Linked DNA regions of Pan troglodytes: regions 2 and 3 are each linked to region 1. Evidence: chromatin contacts called from public Hi-C data. All regions are on one chromosome and are shown on one strand. The core of a region is the stretch at or near the end of the contact, and the rest is flanking DNA. Distances in the headings are between cores, read along the strand shown. Region 1 holds the start of NEDD4L (NEDD4 like E3 ubiquitin protein ligase). Region 2 overlaps ALPK2 (alpha kinase 2). Region 3 overlaps NEDD4L (NEDD4 like E3 ubiquitin protein ligase).

Region 1 (4,233 bases), core at 1,061-3,560:
GTTTCCAGATGACATAGCCTTACCCAAAGGCGAAGCCTGGAATTGTGTACCTCCGGGATGTGGAAGGCATGTCGTGTGTAATTAGAAATTATAATTTTCTATCAGCACATTTTAAGAATTATTTATTTATGTATTTATTTATTTAGAGACACAGGGTCTTTCTCTGTCATCCAGGCTGGAGTGCAGTGGCACAATCATAGCTCACTGTAACCTTGAACTTCTGGGCTCAAGTGAACCTCTAGTCTCAGCCTCCTGAGTAGCTAGGACTATGGGCCCATGCCACCACACCTGGCTAATTTTTAATTTTTTTTTTTTTTTTTGTAGGGACAGGGGTCTCTCTATATTGCCCAGGCTGGTCTCGAACTCCTGGTCTCAAATGATCCTCCTGCCTCTGCCTCCCAAAATGCTAGCATTATTATTCAATTACTTTTCTTCCTTTATAATATAAACTGTACAAATTTTACAAAGGCTTGGCTAGTGAGGGTAGGTAGAGAAGCACTGACTCCCATCCATGAGGGTCACAGGCTAGGGCAAGGGCATCTGAGAATGCGTGTGTGTGTGTGTGTGTGTGAGAGAGAGAGAGAGAGAGAAAGAGTGTGCACGTGTACCTTTTGTTTATCAAAAGACTTTACGGTTTTTTTTGTTTTGTTTTTTTTTTTTGAGACGGAGTCTCGCTCTGTGGTCCAGGCTGGAGTGCAGTGGCGCAGTCTCGGCTCACTGCAACCTCCGCCTCCCAGGTTCAAGGGATTCTCATGCCTCAGCCTCCCCGAGTAGCTGGGATTACAGGCGCCCGCCACCACGCCTGGGTAATTTTTGTATTTTTAGTAGAGATGGAGTTTCACCATATTGGCCAGGCTGGTCTTGAACTCCCGATCTTATGATCCGCCCGCCTCAGCCTCCCAAAGTGCTGGGATTACAGGTTTGAGCCACCGTGCCCGGCCTAAAGACTCGAGGTTTGAAAGGGTTGAAAAACCTCAGTATTGAAAGAATGGACAGAAATCTGACTTTTAAATAGTCCTCCATAAATAGTTCTCATCGGGGGTTTTGTGGCCTGTAAGTACTGTGGACTTGATGGCTCAAGACTTCTAGAGAAGGCTTCTGAGTAGGATGTTGACTCCATGGGGCTAAGTCGTCAAAGGAAACCCATTCTACGGCACAGGTTTTAAGCCACTCATGCTGCAGGGAGGCAAAGGAGAGCTTAAGGTAGCATGAAAACGAACTAACAGGACGAACAGCAGATAGTTATGTAGCTGGCAACGAGGAATATGATTCTTTCGGGTCACGCGAGTTCTCTCTTAACTTCCTTGAACGAAAATCCTAAATGCATCCTGGTAATACCCAAGTAGGCACTTTGACGTTTCCTTTTCAAAGGCAAATGGAATGTTCTGCGTCTGTTTTCTTTTTGAACTCCCAACTGCACTTAACATCTAAATTTAAGGAAAGGCTTCCGAAAAAGTCGACTGACGAATTTCTTTCACTTATTTAAAGTATTCTCTTGCAGTCCTATAAATCGGAAGGATTAAATGAACTGCTTGCTAGAGAAACAGTAGCTGGGAGGTGGGTCTTATTAGCTACGGTGGCTAATAAGACGTCTCGATCATTTGCATATGCAAAGGATAACCTTAAGCTTGAGTTTGATATTTCACGTTGCGGCTCACAAATGAACTGCTTTTTATTCGAAGAACCATGCTGTCTGTTTTCGCGTGGGTGGGTGTGTAACCGGGGCGGGCGCTATGTTGGTTTTGTTCCCTGCAAGATTGACACAGGCAATGGCGACTTGCGGCCACACTGGGGCAGCCTCTCCTCGGCTGGCAGCCGGGCCGGGCGGCTCGCTCCCGGGAGCTGACAATGTAGACAAGTCCTGCTCGTCGGGGCCGCAAAGAATTTAAAGGGGTCTAGAAACATCCATCTTTTCCCCTTTTCACAGTTAACAGCGAGCTCAGAGCTCTCGGTAAAAAGACCACCGGGAGGAAGAAACGCTCAGGGCGTTTTTGTTATTGTTCGCAAAATCCTCTATCGCCCCCAAACGTCCAGCCCGCCCCCTCCCTAAAGCGGAGGGAACCCGGGAGAGGAGGGAGGGTCGGCGGCGCCGGCCAAGCGCGCCAGTACACGCCCCTGCGGATCCGCCCCGCGGCCGGGTGACCCCCGCCGCGCCGCGCCGCGCTGGAGGCCCCGGGCCGGGGTGGGCGTGGGGCTGAACTCCGCCACCCCCGCAGCCTGCGGCCCGCTCCCCAGCCCGGCCTGTGATTGGCTTGGGGGGCGCGTGCGCCCGCCCCGGCGAACGGGGAGGGTACCCTCGCGGCGCCGGTGGGAGGAGGCGGAGGAGGGGGCGGAGAGAGCGGGGGCCCGGACGGAGCTAGCGAGGAGGCGGGCGAGCCGGGTCCCCGGGAGCGCAGAGGAGGCTCGGAGAGGGGCGGAGAGCGGCGGGGCGGGAGGGAGGCGCGGGTCGCGGGGAGGGAAAGCCCGGCCGGGTCTGCGCCGCCGCCGCGCGCAGGGAGAGGCGCCGGGGCTGCCGCCCGGTGCTCGGCGCGCTCTCGGGAGCCGCCCGCCCGCTGGTCCCGCAGCCTTCCGGGAGGAAGCGGTGCCGGCAGCGTCCGGGGCGCGCTCTCGGGCACCCTCACCTGCCGGCGCCCGGCCGCTTACCCGGCAGGGCGTGCGCAGGGTAGGGTGCGGGACCGGGGGGACCTGGAGGCAGAGGGGAGAACCGGCCGTCCGCGCCGCAGCACAGCCGCTGGGAGCGCCTCAGACCCCGCGCGGGGCGCCGGCTCCATGGCGACCGGGCTCGGGGAGCCGGTCTATGGACTTTCCGAAGACGAGGTGAGTGGCACCCCCTTCCTGCTCGGGACTCCCCGGGGAGTTCCTATCCCGCGCCGGCAGGGGGAGGGGAAAGGGGCCGTCCCCGGGGTGCTCGTGCCCAGCGTCTGCAGGGGAGCCCCAAAGCGGGAGCGCCCCGGAGCGGGATCCAGGGGAGCTTGGGTCCTTCCGCACCCTCCACCCTCCGCAAGCCGAGCTCATTGTTTGTAAATAAAGCGGCGCGACGCCCTTGGAGCTGGGGGTTCACTCCGCAGCTCCTCGCTTTTGGGAGGAGAGGGAGGGGGCATGCGTGCCTCTCTTGCCTCTTCCTCTCCAAGCAGCGTCTCCCGGGGCTGTTGGGCAACTTTCCGCCTCTCGCCCCTGCAGCCCGGGAGTCCATGATGCATGTCACGTCTGGGTCGCGCGGCTGGAGACCCGGGACTGCGGAGAAGCCGGATCGTTTCCCCCTGGAACTTTCTCTCTCATGATTGTGTGGATCAGCAGGCGCTCAGAAGCCTGTGCGTGCTTATCCCGGCGGGAATGGGGGACACGCTGCGTGTGTCCCTCCCCTCGTTTTGCAAAGTCTACGGCCAGGATTGTGGATTTCGGAGCCTCGGTGGGGGAGGTGTTCAAGGCTGGTGGCAGGTGCTCCTGGAAACTTGGGGAGGAAGCTTGCAGCCCTGCCATTTTTTCCTCCCGAGGATTCAAAGCCCGGCACCTCCGGGGTGGGTGGGGAGAGGAAAGCTTAATTGATCTCTTTTATTAATAAAGCGAATGAATAAGCCACGCCTCCCGGGCGGTCGGTTTCACTGGAAAGGGCTTTGTTTTTACCTTCACTCTCTCTTCCGTGTCTCCCACTCCCCCCTTTTGAAACAATCCTGCTAAATCACTGCCTAGTCCTCTCTCGACCAGCCACGCTCGGCTCTTATTGGTATGTTGCTCTGCCAAAAAGGGGGGTGGGACGCTTGTCGCGGGCGCGGCGTGACAGGCAGGCTGGATGGAGCAGGTAGGAGTGGTTTGCCATCTGGCGGGGTGCGCACTCAGGTCTGGCTCCCCTTTCGAGAGGTGAATTTACAACCCAAGAAGCATTACTCAGCAGGGAGGTATTTCCTATCCTGGTTGTGCATTTCATGAAAAGTTGATGCCTGGAAATTCAGGCGTTCTCGATTTCTCTTTCTTCCCCTCCCTCCTTTCTTTTCAGAGGTTCCCTCTTTCTCTCGTGTTGGGGGTGGGGTCGGAAGAAAGGCTATTATCTGAGACAAGCTCGCGTTATGGCTCCGCTTTCTGCGGCTCTCCTACCCTGGCATGGTGTGTGTGTGTGCCTGTGTGCTACGTAAGTGTGGAATGAAAGGTATTTTGGGGTGGGAAGGGTGTTTGGGGTATGAATTTTTTTCTTAGCGGTGCTAGGCAAAGCTTGATGTATTTATTTGATCAAAGAAT
Region 2 (4,233 bases), core at 835-3,334, 460 kb after region 1:
GGTGGCGGTGAGGGTGGATAGAGGCAAAGCCACATTTCCAGTGTGCTCCAAGTTGCACAGCGAGGGCTGCAGGGCCTTCCGTATTGACAAACTCTGAATCCTCAGAGGGGTGCTCACCACTCTGGAACATCACTCCGCCGTTAGTCCCTCATTGTTTTCCCATAGGCTCCTTCCCCTCTGTCTTCAAACAGGCAAGGTCTCTTTAGACACACACACACACACACACACACAACACACAGAGGCAGACACACAAAGACACAGACACAGATATACACACAGACACATGCACACACATACACAGGGACACAGACACAGACACACACAAAGACAAAGACGCACACAGACACATATACGTGCGCACACACACACACACATTCCCCACACCTCCTTTTCTGGCTACCTTCTAGACTTTTCCTTGTCTTTAGTCGACAAACTTGTTTAGTTGCTGGCATCTTGGCAGCACATTCCCTCTCTGATCTGTCATGAGGCTCCCACCTGGTGACACTACATTGGCTTAGACCTTCCTGAAGGCAGTGATAACCTTTTTCTTGTCTACTCTGGTCTTCACCCCATCCTGTCCGCTCAGGCTCTGTCACCCCAACCCTCTTGGCCATCCCTGTACCTGCCTCGTGCCTCTGTCTCCTATTGGCCACCAGTCTGTCCTGCAGGGGTGATCTCAAATCTACCAGACTTCTCTAGACGTTCTCTCTGTTCAGACTCATCTCTGAAGCTGGATGACAAGCGATGCAGCACCTGTCCCTGAGTCCTCAGGTCCTGGGGAATGGACTGGGCAGGGGGACAACTAGGGAATAGGGTCAGGAGTGGGAGGAACCCATGGATCCCAATTCCAGACACTTTAACAGAACTGTCCTTTGTAAGACTTCTGGGTAGAGGCCAGGAGACTGCTGTGCTAGTCCCTCCATGGAGGGGGCATGTCCCGGCTGGCTCTGTTGGGCCTGGGAGACTCCCCCATACACTGAGAGCACTGCTATAGTAGGGTCTGCCTTGCCAAAAACTGCGAAAATCACCACTGTTCCCTTCAGACTTCCCTTCAGCCTCCAAAATTCCTTAATGGCAAAGACTAGCCACATAAATCAGCCAGCGGGCCAGCCAGCCCTACTACAGAATGGCCTGACCGGATGAAGATGGGATGCAGGTGGCCTTCCGGGACAGGTGACCATGTGGCAGGCGGGGACAGGAGCTATCTGGGGCATAAAATTGCCTTTCTCAAGCTGACAGGCCTGTGAGATTGGTCCGCTGATGCCTGGCATTGGGGACTCAGCTGAAATGTTTGGTGTTCTATAGTGACATGGCCCTGCTATGAGACACTTTAAAGGCATCAGGAATTCTGTTCCAATGTCCCTTTGTTTCCTCTCCTGGCAGACTCATGCATTGCTTTAAATAGTCTGCCTGGAGTCACCACTCATGCACATAAGCCTATTCTCGGGGCGTGTTTCTTCGGATTAGATTGTTTCTTCCCACCTCCAAGTTTGTTTTGGCCCTTCCTCTCCAGGTACGGTGGTGGCTCGGCCTTGTGACTGGGCAAAGCATCCCAGGTGGCTGCCGTCCCCTCCATCTGCTTGTGGGCATTGAGGGCAGAGCCTTTCTTTTGGAACTCAGCTTGGCCGAGTGTGGGAGTCTATTTTGATCTTTTCTCCTGTTCATGGCCAGGACCAGAGCTAGGCACACAGACCCCAATGGAGCCTGCTTTCTCAAGGCAGCTCTCCTCCTGCTACATGAATGAATCATCCAGGCTTCTGTCCAGGGTCTCGGGAATTTGGCTTCCATGTCAGGGACGCTTGACACAAGCCACACATCCTTAAGCCTCGTCGTTCCTTCCTCCGAGGGTAGAAAGATGCAAGGCTGGCTGGCAGCCACTGCGAGGGGTGTCCTTTATGGCTGTCCATATTAATCTTATTTTGGTCTAATGCTTACTGCCAGGGAAGAAATCTGCTAATGGTACTTTTCTTTGTTTTATTTCAATCTGGCAACAGGAAATTGGCTTTTTAGGGGAGACTACAAAGGGCAAAGTATTGGTTCTGGAGCCCTCTGGTGGTTGAATTGCAATCTGGTCGCCTCCCCCGGGAACTCCCCGACTGGCTGGAGAGAAGCATGAGTTTGCAGTTCGGCTCCACTGCACGCATGGCTTTAGATCGGTCTGGAGTTGGTTAGGTTACATTTCCAAATCTCCAGTTATAAAATTAGGCCTTTTTTCCTTGTGTAATTTCCAATCAGAAATTTGTTCAACGGGTTAGTATCTTGGGTCTATCTAGAAAGTGGATTACTGGATGTCAAAACAATCTTACTTGCCATACTTTGTAACTTGAAATTTTTGTACTCAACATTTGCCAAAAGATTGAGGTGGCTGAGGTACAGGGGATGTGTTTCCAGACATATTTATATCTCTGGCTCCCAAGAGAAATATGACATACTCCTGTTATAAGGAACATACAATGAAGTAAAGTTGAATTAAAATGAGTAAGTCATGACAATTCTCTATTTTATTTTATGAGATTAGAGTAATTACTCCTGAAATAGGATCATAGCCTTTGACTTCATTGAACAAGACAGCAAAACAGGTTGCATGACTGGGGTGTCAGCAGCCAAATATATGGTCCTGATTGAGACATATGGGAATTTTTTTTTTTTAATGACACACGGAGCACTGCTTCTTATGATGGTGCTGTTCCCCCAGCTGAACCCTGCCAGGTACCAGCCCCCCCATAGAACTTGCGACTCTCCCTTTGCATCATGAATGAACTAAGCTCACTCACAGTTGCTTGCTAAGAATCAAGAGAACTTGCTCGATCAACCCTTATTCCTCCATCTTCTCTCCTGCTGTCTGCAGTCTGCAATGCTCGCCTTCCTTTCTTCCCCAGCTCATTTGCCTCCCACCTGGACTTTCCTGTCTGCAGAGTGCCCTTGAACTTGAGCCCTTTCCAAGTCTGTTCTCATGAGTTAGCTCCCTTTTGCGGCTTTGACATTCACTGGAGAACTTTTTCAATTGTGCCTCGCCTCCCAGCATTGAGGATCTGCCGTTCACTTTGGGGTGCTGACTTCAAGCAGGAAAGACTTCTTGACTCCTGCCAGCAAGCAGGCTGCCCCATGCCCCATGCCCCATGCCCCATGCCTCCTCACCTGTGAAGTGAGGAGGTCGGGCTTGATCACTGGTTTCCACTCCAGAGGGGTTCCCAGGAGCCTCTAAAGAGGTCTCTCAACCACCTCTTATGCTCTGTTTGGAGAAGTTTTCCCTTTTCATCAGTTTTTCAAACTGTGATTGTAAGATATATTTCTTTTGGGAAAAAAACTGTGGCTTAAAAAGGTAAAGTTTAAAGAAAAGTTTTTAAAAAACAAAAGACAAGAAGATCTAATATCCCTGCCAAAGCTCTCAAACACTTCAGAATCTCCTCCTCTCCCAGCTCCTGCTCCTTGGCCTCTCCTTGGGTGGGAAGGCAATGAGTAAGTAATACTTTATAGACAGCATTCTGCACTGGGCTCCAGCCGTCAGTGCTTCTAATGGGTCTTGGGCAGCTGTCCCGGGCCAGATAAGTCACATTAAAGCTGAGAACAAAACCAAAGGATTGGATTTCTTTTTAAATCAGGAGGAAAAAAAATGTACCATTCGAAGCTCCCAGTGGGTCTGGGTTCCTGGAAGCTATTGACTTGAATTTAAAAGATGTCTTAAATAATCACGACCATCTTCATTTTTGAAACTTCTTGGGCAGGTTTCTTCTTTGTTTTGGTAGAGAGTTGTTCTAAATAACAGCACGAAATTTGCCTACTCTGGTGTCAGGCTAAGACATGAGGAGCGAAGGGAAACTAATATTTATCTAGCTCACTTCCAGTTTCAGGGGCTAGGTGTAGATTAACTGGGGGAATACTCAGGGCAAGCTGGAGCGTCCCCATGCTGTACATCACTGACTTTAAGAACTTAGTCACATGCCCACAGTCACACAGCTGGTATGACGAGAAGCCAGGATTCAAACTAGGGCTGGCCGATGCTTGCATCTGCAAGGTTCTGCAGAACACATGAAGCCTGGAAAGGAAGGCTCCGTTTGGAAAATCCTTCTGGGGTCCAGAAGCCTCCATAAATAGGGCACCATATAATTTATCTTCTAAATGGGTACACTTGTTCAGGATCAATGCTAAAGCGTATGGGATGTGAGAACATCAGGCATAAAATGGTACCATGATGGGGAAACTGCAATAGACGTTCATCCCCCTCATCAGGTA
Region 3 (4,233 bases), core at 941-3,440, 280 kb after region 1:
AATCATTGTACCTGCCTCTGAAGGTTGTTGCGAGAACTAGACGCAGCCTTGGCACAGAGCCCACAGAGAGTGAGCACTGTGTAAAGACTGGCTGCCAGCCATTAGTACTGGGTGCCTGTCTTTTGGTGTCTGGGCAAAGCTTTAACCTGTTTTATCAGTTTAGAACTCAGATGTCTCCCTGGCAAAACAACACGGGCATGTAGATATTTTGTGAAGTTTTGTTGAAGTGCACTTAGGTTAGTGATTCATGGGCAGCCTTTCAAAGCTATCAGGCTGTGAAACAGCTTTGAATAAGATTGTCTTGTCCTTCTGCTGATTGTCTTGTCCTTCCCACGTTAGCAGCCATAGCAGGAGGAGGAGAGGTGGCAAGTGGCCACACTACTCTGCTCACATTAAGCAGACAATTTATGGTCAATATTCAGTGAATTTCTTTTTTTTATAGTACAGTTAACTGATATTTATATTAGCTTTAAAATTATAGCAAAATCAGGCCAGGCATGGTGACTCACACCTGTAATCCTAGCACTTTGGGAGGTCGAGGCGGGCAGATCGTTGGAGGTCAGATGTTCGAGACCAGCCTGGCCAACGTGGTGAAACCCCATCTCTGCTAAAAATACAAAAATTAGCTGGGCGTGGTGGTGTGTGCCTGTAGTCCCAATTACTCAGGCTGAGGCAGGAGAATCGCTTGAACCCAGGAGGCGGAGGTTGCAGTGAGCTGAGATTGCACCACTGTACTCCAGCCTGGGCGACAGAGCAAGAGACTCTGTCTCAAAAAAAAAAAAAAAAAAAAAAATAGTGAAATCAGCCAAATAGAGAACTAACAGGCACACTGCCTAACTCCTTGTGTAACTGTCATTGGTGTGAGTCACTGGGGCAGCGTGATTAGGTCTGTGAGCTGGATAGCAAGGCTGTCATTATTCTCAAGGCCTTCTGCTGACTGCTGCTCTTGGTAAGACATACAGAATCTATGGGCACCTCCTCTTACCGCTCTATGCTAGATGAGGCGTCTCCACGTTGAGTTGTAGCAGATACAGCTAAGAAAGTAAAAGAAATGAAAATCTCATCAAAAGGATTGGGGTTAGTCTCATTCTTCATGCATACCCAAACCGTGGTAACTTTGATTTTTTTATTATCCAGTATGGATTGTTTAGAGGAGACAGATGGCTTTCCAGTTCATCAAATTTTTTCAATTATCTAAAAGGAATTGCTATGCTTGGAGCAAGTCATTTCAATAAATCTCATTCATATTTACCTGCTGCTTCCTTTTAAATGGAAGAAGAGAATGTTTTTCAAGTACACTTGAAAAATAGCATATGTGAATTAGAAACTTTCTCTGTAAACTAGCAGAGTAGAAATAAGAGGCCAGCATTCAGCACCAGGTAGGCTGGATTCCTTCTTAGGTGGCTGAAGCTGGCTATGGGGCTGGTCTCATCATATCTAAAGAACTGCCCAGCTTTTACGCATTTTGAATGTGGTGGAACCAACTGCATATTTTTATATGAGAGCGGCAAATAGTCATTGTGTTCCAGTTTGCTTCTCGGGTCATCTAAACGTCAGAGGCCATGCCACAAGCACCGTAACTGAGGGATATAGTGTGACTGTGGTCTATCGGACACCGTGTGGTCCAGGCCAGTGACCTGTGGAGCTGAATCATGACTTCCCAGATGACTCCCAGAGCCTTAGAGGGGACTGGTGCGTGTCTCCAAATGATTTTCACCTGGGCCTCTTTGAAGTCGGGAGAGATACGTGCAGTATGGTAGATGTGGAGAGGGAGAGGCATGGTGTGTCCAGAAATTAGCAGGACCTGATCCATATACGTGGATTCTGAAGCAGTGCACTTACTAGATTAAAAAAAACAATGTACTTACTGGATTTAAAAAGTGTGTATTTTTTTGTGAGATGCAGTTTGTAAGATGCATTGTTAACTAGGCCATATACTTTTTCCATTGGCTCTCAGCTCTCAAGAAGCTCTTTAGTTTTTAGCATTGGATCAGTAAACACTTATTAAAATGTTCCCAGCATTTGTTTGCCATCTTCTCTTTCAGCTGGGCCCAGCTGTGCCCTCAAACCCTGCCTGTCTCTTCCCTGACTGATCATGTTCTCCCAGCTTCTACAGAGGCTTCCATAGCATTGTGCTTGGTAGCAGACACCAGACAGAATCTCAGCCAGCTCAGTCCAGGCGCACGGGCTCCTGGTCTCCCGGGGTGTGGTTACTCGTGTCTCCTCGGGGCCTTCCGCCCTCCACATTCCAGTGCCAGGCCCTGGACCTTTGTCTCTATTCATGATAAAACATTTTTAGGAAATGCTGACGCTCAGTGAAGAAATGGAAACACTAACTCTTTGTTCTCTTCCTAACAGACACGAGACGACTTCCTGGGCCAGGTGGACGTGCCCCTTAGTCACCTTCCGGTAAGGACAGTCTCATGTTTGATGCTTCGTGCTGGGGGCGGGGGTTTCTAATTGTCTGTAGTCAGCATATTTTCAGAGTGGCATTTCTTCACCACGGTGGAGAAGGCTGAAATGAAGCATGTGTGCTGTGGCCTTAGTCCTTTCTGGAAAGTGGTCCTTTCAAGGGGATGGAGGAGAAGCTGGCTGTAAGAGTAGTCAAGGGTGCCTGAGTCGTGCGCTTGCGTTCCCATCCACCAGCTCCCTCTCTTTTCTGCACTTCAGCTGCTCCACCTTTGTGTATCACATCTTACAAAACAGACACCTCCTTCACTCAGGCCTCCCTTCTTGTCACTTACTGTCTCTGCTTCCTAATGCATCCTCCGGGTCCCATCAGATGTTTGCACTCTTTGTCTGGAACCGCACATGCCATTTCTCTTGGATACCTCTACACAAACTATAATAGCATTTCCCAGATTTTGGTGTCTGGCTTTCTCAGTCAGCATGGTGACAAAAGAAGAGCCTGTTCATTCTGAGTGAACTTGTCAGCTGGGAACACCCACCCTCGCTGGAACACGCACTGAGTTAGCATGTGTGGCGCTGCCATTTCTCTCTGCTCAAAGTAGCGGAGCAGTCGAGGCTGTTGACTAGTGACGGGTATTAGGGCTGACACCCGAAACAGGAGGCAGGGCAGACAGAATGTGTAGTTGGGACCTGGAGGCCTTGAGAAAGGTGGATCCCCATCTCCTATTCCAGCTTCAGTTTTCCGGCTTGTCCCAGCCTTCCTCCTGGCCTTCTTCCCTGGGCAGCACGACGACGTGATAGAAGTAGCAGCTGAGAGAGGAAAGGCGAATGTTTCTGCCTTACAAGGGCATTGTGTTATTTTTTTAAATGCTTTGTGTGAGCAAGTAGCATAAATAGTCTATAAAGTAAAGTGACTTAACCCCCTAGCATAAGCTTCCTGCTGTGTGGAAATTATGGCTGTTTCCATATGTTAAATACCAAGTAAGCTTTGAAGATGTGTTGTGAAGGAAGGTGATAGCAAGTAATTTACTCTTACTCACTCAGGGGAGCTGTTAAGGAAGAAAGTTGCAAGGTTCCAAAGGACTGGAAGTGAAAGTGATATTCTTAAAATACCTTGTTTGTTTCTTTATAAAACTCTGAAGCTCCAGGGTGCCACGGGAGGGGCCTGCCCGGGGCTTCTGCGTGAGACCTACTCCATGAGCCATCAGAAACCTGACTGCTCTTCTCAGGTCACGTTGGGAGGATGTGACTATTTCACCTTTTGTGAGCAAAGACCTCGCATCCTTCTACGTTGGGAGGTCTTCTGTGTATGTTCTTCAGACTGAAGCTGCGATCTTCTCACACTTTTAGACAGTGTTGGTTGATGGGCCAGCTCTTTTATGGACGTCTCCAGCCACCCTTTCCCTAATGTAAAAACCACATCTTGGCCAAGGGAAATTATTTTCTGAGAGGCAAATATTCTAATATTTGGTAAGAGGCAAAAGTGACATGTTTAAAAACCTTGCTCTGACAAGCTCTTTTTTGAGTGAGTGAGCAGCACCTGGTCTTGAAAGGTTGAGTAGGGCTCCCAGAAAATAGAAAAAGGTTCCTCCTCCGAGGCCAAGTCAGTAGAAAGAATAGTTTAGCTTTGGATTCTGAGTGGAGGCAGGGTCAGTGAGCCTTCAAAGAAGGAAGCGGTGCAGAGGCACAGGGCAGGAATAGAAGCCAGCCGATTGCAGAGGGTAGAGCCGTGAAGGCCCAGAGAGGACCGAGTGCCCCTAGTTACTCGTGTGCCCAGAGGGTAACTTGCAGTGGCGTGCTTCACCTCCATACTTCAAACTGACT

What was found. A called contact is a pair of places that touch in the nucleus more often than the background predicts.
Region 2: a Hi-C map of stem cell-derived neural progenitor cells shows a contact between it and region 1, with 5 times the contacts expected there. The contact joins the enhancer-like site here to the promoter of NEDD4L in region 1. A contact is called at or near these places in 1 of 7 Hi-C or Micro-C datasets (stem cell-derived neural progenitor cells) and 1 of 1 datasets of contacts at active chromatin or transcription factors (stem cell-derived excitatory neurons).
Region 3: a contact with region 1 is called in a Hi-C map of stem cell-derived neural progenitor cells, with 4 times the contacts expected there. The contact joins the enhancer-like site here to the promoter of NEDD4L in region 1. A contact is called at or near these places in 1 of 7 Hi-C or Micro-C datasets (stem cell-derived neural progenitor cells) and 1 of 1 datasets of contacts at active chromatin or transcription factors (stem cell-derived excitatory neurons).

What each region holds. Positions count from the first base shown.
Region 1 is chr17:68,101,473-68,105,705 of NHGRI_mPanTro3-v2.0_pri, forward strand. NEDD4L (NEDD4 like E3 ubiquitin protein ligase) reads left to right here and starts at 2,311. Exons shown (of 31, transcript XM_001140979.7): 1 at 2,311-2,817. The coding sequence starts at 2,770.
Region 2 is chr17:68,557,602-68,561,834 of NHGRI_mPanTro3-v2.0_pri, forward strand. The region is part of intron 12 of ALPK2 (alpha kinase 2); the gene reads right to left. Among named protein-coding and RNA genes, the nearest start is that of MIR122, 43 kb to the left of the region's middle. Within about 2 kb of position 2,085, at least 5 of the 24 cell types and tissues checked have an H3K27ac peak or open chromatin away from gene starts, as enhancers often do. A contact at or near this core is called in stem cell-derived neural progenitor cells, where this site is marked.
Region 3 is chr17:68,379,866-68,384,098 of NHGRI_mPanTro3-v2.0_pri, forward strand. NEDD4L (NEDD4 like E3 ubiquitin protein ligase) reads left to right here. Exons shown (of 31, transcript XM_001140979.7): 6 at 2,359-2,409. Among named protein-coding and RNA genes, the nearest start is that of MIR122, 130 kb to the right of the region's middle. Within about 2 kb of position 2,191, at least 6 of the 24 cell types and tissues checked have an H3K27ac peak or open chromatin away from gene starts, as enhancers often do. A contact at or near this core is called in stem cell-derived neural progenitor cells, where this site is marked.